Regions from separate parts of the Zea mays genome. Here region 1 is linked to region 2. Evidence: chromatin contacts called from public Hi-C data. All regions are on one chromosome and are shown on one strand. The core of a region is the stretch at or near the end of the contact, and the rest is flanking DNA. Distances in the headings are between cores, read along the strand shown. Region 1 has its middle 6.0 kb from the start of LOC100383774. Region 2 holds the start of LOC103645896 (S-locus-specific glycoprotein BS29-2).

The links. A called contact is a pair of places that touch in the nucleus more often than the background predicts.
Region 1: a Hi-C map of seedling shows a contact between it and region 2, with 6 times the contacts expected there. The contact joins the enhancer-like site here to the promoter of LOC103645896 in region 2. A contact is called at or near these places in 2 of 25 Hi-C or Micro-C datasets (leaf and seedling).

Annotation. Positions count from the first base shown.
Region 1 is chr2:8,400,021-8,402,722 of Zm-B73-REFERENCE-NAM-5.0, reverse strand. No RefSeq gene overlaps it. Among protein-coding and RNA genes, the nearest start is that of LOC100383774, 6.0 kb to the left of the region's middle. Within about 2 kb of position 1,297, at least 19 of the 20 cell types and tissues checked have an H3K27ac peak or open chromatin away from gene starts, as enhancers often do. A contact at or near this core is called in leaf and seedling, where this site is marked.
Region 2 is chr2:8,095,052-8,097,972 of Zm-B73-REFERENCE-NAM-5.0, reverse strand. It overlaps LOC103645896 (S-locus-specific glycoprotein BS29-2), which reads right to left and starts at 1,632. Exons shown (of 6, transcript XM_008670619.4): 1 at 34-1,632. The coding sequence starts at 1,420.

The sequences.
Region 1 (2,702 bases), core at 48-2,547, 310 kb before region 2:
CCTGTCACTGTAGCATGATCGATGTTTGGCTTCTTGCAGCTAAACTAATCATTCTGTATTAATTTGAGCGTGCGTGGCGCGGCGGGGAGAAATTTGCTGTTTTGCCACTCTCAAATTTGGCTGCCTGTTATTATGTCATCCCGTGTCTATGACTGGTGGGACCGTCTGTGTCTATGATTTATGGGTCCGATGGCATACTGGCGAAGCCCACAAATGATAATGGCAAAATTGCCAATGACTCGGCGCGCGGGAGGGTAGGGCAGGGCAGGCCGGAGGGAGGGGGAGCATGCGTGCGTATACACGTACGGGGAGATGGATTTAATAATAATCCAGAAAAGAAAGGCCGGAGGCTTTCGGCGTAACGTTATTATCGGCCAGCTAGCTAGCGAACGTTTTACCCGAAACAGAGATGTTTTTATTTAAATGATAAAATAGGTACGTAGAATAATATATATATATATATATATGCAGCAATATTTTATTTTTAGTCTATTTTATCGGTAAAGTTGATGTGATGGAAGAACCGTACCGCCGGTGAGAGGAGTGCCGGAAAATCGCGTTAGGCCGGCACCCCCGTGATTTTGGCATGGCTGTTACGATTCGATGTGCCCTTTTCTTTTTCTTTTGGATGTTTTTCCTCCGTCTACCTGTATGTAATGTAATCGCGAGCAGCCCCACTGCGTATTGTGTATTCGGTATTCCTCTCGTTTTCTTTCGCCTTCCAGCAGCTGCCTGCATGTACCGTACGGACGATAATTCGACGAAAATACAACGTAACTGTATGTAGTGTACGCGAGCAAAGTACGTACCGTCGCAGCGGGTAGCAGAAGCTGTTGCCGGTTTTGTGTCGTACGTGTCGTGTCGATCGCGGGTTTGCTGCTGTTACCTTTCGGTCGGCACATAACCGTTCCCTTCGCATTGGCTGGCCTGGGCGGCTGGCGACGGCAGCGTACGTACCTGGCAAGAGATGATCGATCTGCTGTGGATCGCGAGACCGAGACGGCGGCCGGCCTACGTACGCGGTACGACTAGGCGGTGCGACCCGTGACCCTCGACTACTACTGCGGCGGCGGCGGCGCGAAGAGACGGAGGAAGCTCGCTCGGCAACGGCAAGACGTACGGCAAGGGGAGAAGACCCGTTGACGTCATGCTTATGAGCAGCAGGGCGCGGAGACGACGACGACGACGACGAAAAAAAAAAGGACGGAGAGCGACGGCGGACGAGAAGAGCTAGTACTAGTAGCGGCTAGGGGGCGTCACGTCAAAAGGCTGGGGGACGGGGGCGGCCGGGTCCTGGCACGCGTGCCTGGAAAAAGGCGGCCGCCCACTCGCGTCCCTGGTGGCCTTGGTTCCACACCACACACGCACCACTCCACTCTCCATCCGGCAGGCCGTGTGCGTGTGGTAGGAGGCCGAGCTAATTAAAAGCCGGCCGGGACAGGGACACCGTGCTGTGCTCTCTCTCTCGTCTCTGCGCTTCTCACTCATTGCATAGCGTTGCTCCTATGATCCTATCTCACGCTCTGTCCCGTACGTCGCTGCCACGTCTCGACAAAGCTTTGACCATTCAGATCCAGCGAGAGAGAGAGAGATTAATCGTCGCTGGGTCAAACCCGTACTCATTTGCTGAGCACGCAGAATACGTACACACGCACACGCCTGAATCGAATATCCTGATTGATTGTAATAATCAGGGAGACACAGCGACGAGCTGCTAGTTGCACTAATAGAATAATGAATAAGGTTCACATGAAAACAATTCTTCTTCTTGTCATGACTCGTCGTGAGTGACAGAGAGAGAACGAGAACCTGGGGGACGACGACCTTTCGTCACGGCCTCACGGGATTGATTGGGCTAGTAGCACCGCAGTCCGCAGTGGGGTAGCTAGCTGGTCGTGGATTATATTATACTAGTACTAAATAGCACGCACCTCTGGATGGATTGGGACGACGACCGTTTCCCGTACGTAAAATCAATTACTACCTCTCTCTCGATATACCGACGGATCGAGCAGAAGAAACAAAGTGTTATCATAATCACTTGGGCTGTAATTTCTCTCCACGCCTGTCATCATCTCAGCCACTCACTCACATATAGTGTACTTCTACACACACACACAAACATACAATTTAATCGGCGCCGGCGGTCGTACTCAGAATCAACCCACGGTGCGGTCACGAAAAAAAAGTTAAAACTTGTTGTTGTTGGTGGAGGTGGTGGAGTCGTCGCCGTGGACGGCCACACGTCCGCCGCGCCGTTCCGTGCCGTGCCGTGCCGCCGAGGGCACATGGATCGACGCAACGACGACTCATCCGGATATCCGATCCGACTCGACGCGCGGTGCGTGCGCGCGGGAGAACAATCCAGGCCTGGCCTGCTGGCTGCGGTTGCGGTTTGCGGTGGGTGGTGCTCTGCTAGGTACCTGTGCGGAACACGTACACGTACGCACGGCCGGCGGCGCGCCCGCGGTGATGGAGCTGTGTGCGCTATAGCTAGGTGCACCGTACGTGCACCTCGCTAGCTAGCTAGTGCGCGCGCCACTTCGCAGGAAGAATGCAGCGGCGGGCGGGCCACACGACGACGGGTCGTCATCACCGTACCGGCGCGCGCGAGAGTTCCGCCCGTGCTGTGTAACACGTGCACGCACGACGCACCGAGAGGATGTGGGTCGGCGGCGACGTACTACGCGCGCCCAAGAGCC
Region 2 (2,921 bases), core at 383-2,882:
AAAAAAAATGAAAGTTGAGGAGTTGGTATATACCAGATGGGGGAGTAGCCTGCCGTAGGTACAGGGTCTGTCCTCCAGCCACGTAGCGTAGGTCAGTGAGGTTTTCAGGCCACATGATGCATCCAGTGCCAACATCATCGCCTCCGCCTTGCACATCTGCCGCGGCATACGCCACGCAGGAGCAGTTGGCAAGGCACCTCGCCCTGCACTCGTCCAGCGTGATGCTCGTGTCCAGCGACGAGTTGAGCGTGTCGGGCAGCTTCACTCCCGGCAAACGGACAAACCCGTCCGTGGTGCCATTGTCGCCGCAGTCCAGCGACACGTTCCGCCGGCACCCGCCAGATGAGTCTCTCCCGTCCCAGTCCGACGACGAGACGGGGACGAAGCCCTGGACACAGCTGCACGGCCACGTCGTCGACGCTGCAGTATGATTGCACACGCCAGAATGCCCGCACCTGTTGTAGTGGTCGCAGTCATCTCGCGGCCCCGTGAAGAAGTTGTCCCACCCTCGCTTGTCCAGCCACCACACGACGCGCACGGCGTCAGCCGTGTAGTTGAGGAGGACGCGGGACAGGGATGGCGGCGCGCCGGCCTTGGCGGCGTAGCTGTAGCTGACCTCGCTCGGGCTTACCGTCACCTGGAAGACGAACATGTTCGAGAACGAGTTCATCTCCGGGATGCCGCTGAACCACCGCCCGTTCCACACTCCCGTGCGGTACTTGATGGCGTCGCTCGAGTCCAGCGTCACGATCTCGGGCAGCAACCCTCGCCTGACCATCGTGTACCGGAATTCCCCCGGCGAGGGGTCGTCGGCATCACGCCACGACGTGAGTGACCACCCGCCGCCGCTCCACAGGTTGATGCCGATCTTGGCGCCAGGGAGCAAGGTGTTCGTCGGGTGGTCGAACGACTGCCACAGCTTCACGACGCCGTAGTCGTCGACTCCTCCGTCGTTCCCGTCCAGCAGGACGAGGTTGCCGGACTCGAGTAGCTTCACCGTTGGGGAAGCGGCGCCGGCGCCGGCGGTCGTGTTCGAAGACCACGCCGCCCGGCCAGAGCCGTCGAGCAGGACAAGGCTTCCCGTATCGCTGATCGCCAGCACGCCGGAAGAGTCGCCGAGAGGGTGGTCACGGTTCGCTACCCAGCATACAGCGTCGCCGCTGGAGTTGGACACCGTGAACCAGATTCCCAGGTACCTCCTTGCCGGCACTCCGCGAGAGAAGAACCCTAATGTGAACGACCCGTTAGCGGAGACCAGGGTCTCGCCATAGGTAAGGTTACTGCCCTTGCTGAGGATGTCGGATGCAGCTTGTGCGGCGGAAAAAGTTCCGAGGAAAAGCAGGATTGAAGACTGTACGAGTAGGTGGCGGTGGCTGTAACCATGGAGGTCGTGGCTTCTCATGGTGTTCGTCTTCGTCATGATTCATGAACGCTGTTAGTTTCCGCACAGGCGGTACAATAACGAACGTCTACCTTATATGTTGTCTGCCGACTGACTTGATTGGTCCTCCTCTAGTACAAACCAAATTATATGCAGTAACCCTTCCCGCTGATAATTAGAGCAACCGCTGTGTAGGGTTCTAAAGCCTTGTTTGACAGCGAGAGGAATGAAAGATGTCGGAGGGCTTCAAATCTCATCGTTATTTAAAATTAAACAAGGGCTAGTTTAGTAACTTTATTTTTCCATGACATTTTCAATTTTCACTATTTTTAGGAAAATAAAAACCTTGAGAAAAAATATAGTTCTCAAATTAGCCTTAACAAAGAGATTTTAGCCTCTTCAATCTCTTCTATTTCACTGACTCCCAAACATTTCACGAAGCTACCAAAAGATTTTCTAGGCTTGCGTGCTTGTATTAGCACAACGGGTGATGCAAATAGAATATTGTTCTTGTTTTTATTTTTTAATGACTAGTTTGAAAACTTAGACTTTCTACGGGAATCCCGGAAGTGATTTAAGTCACTACCAGAATTCGGTTTTTTGTCGAGTACCAAATATTTTGCCGAGTGTTTTTTTTCGAGCACTCGGTAAATAAACTCTTTGCCGAGTGTTTTATTTTTGACACTCGGCAAAGAACAACTAGACAAAGACATTTTAAAAATCACATTTTAAAGCGTTAAATTAATTCAAATGAAAAGGTTTTCAACTACAATTTGTATGACTCATCAAGATGTACAATTTATATTTTGATAATTTCTTCATATGACAAAATAAAAGTAAATTTGTTCATAAAACCTATATCTCTCTTGTAGTTTATGAAACTACAAGAGAAATGTATAAGATTTCTGAATAATGTTAGAACTGTCATGTGAGATGAACAAATGACCAAACAGCCAAAATAAACTTTGTAGATCTTGAGAAGTTATAGAATTTTGTAGTCGGCAACTTTTTCGTTTGAAGTTATCTTGTCAACGAAAACTACTTCTGAATTTTAAAAAATAAATTTGAATTTTGAAAATGACGTCGAATGGAAAAACCACCAACATGAAAGTTGTAGGTCTTGAAAAGTTATGAAACTTTGTAGTTGACAATGTTTTGGTTTGAAATTATCATGTCATGCAAAACTATGTTTCGATTTTAAAATTCGATTTTTTCAAACTACCTCAGATGGAAAAACCACCAAAATAATAGTTGTTGGTCTTGAAATGTAATGAAACTTTGTAATTGATATTTATTATTTGAAATCATTTTATCTTAGAAAAAATTGTGTGAAGTTTTCAAATTTGAAATTAAAATTTTGTAAACGGCCTCGGATGTAGAAACTATCAAAATAGAATTTGTAGGTATTGAAAAGTTATGCAACTTTATAGTTGGCAACATTTTCAATTGAATTTGTTTAGTGCCTCAAATAATCAAATTACTCTCGGTTTGTTATAATACATGCGTAATGAAAACGTAATATAGGCAGAATTCGTTATAA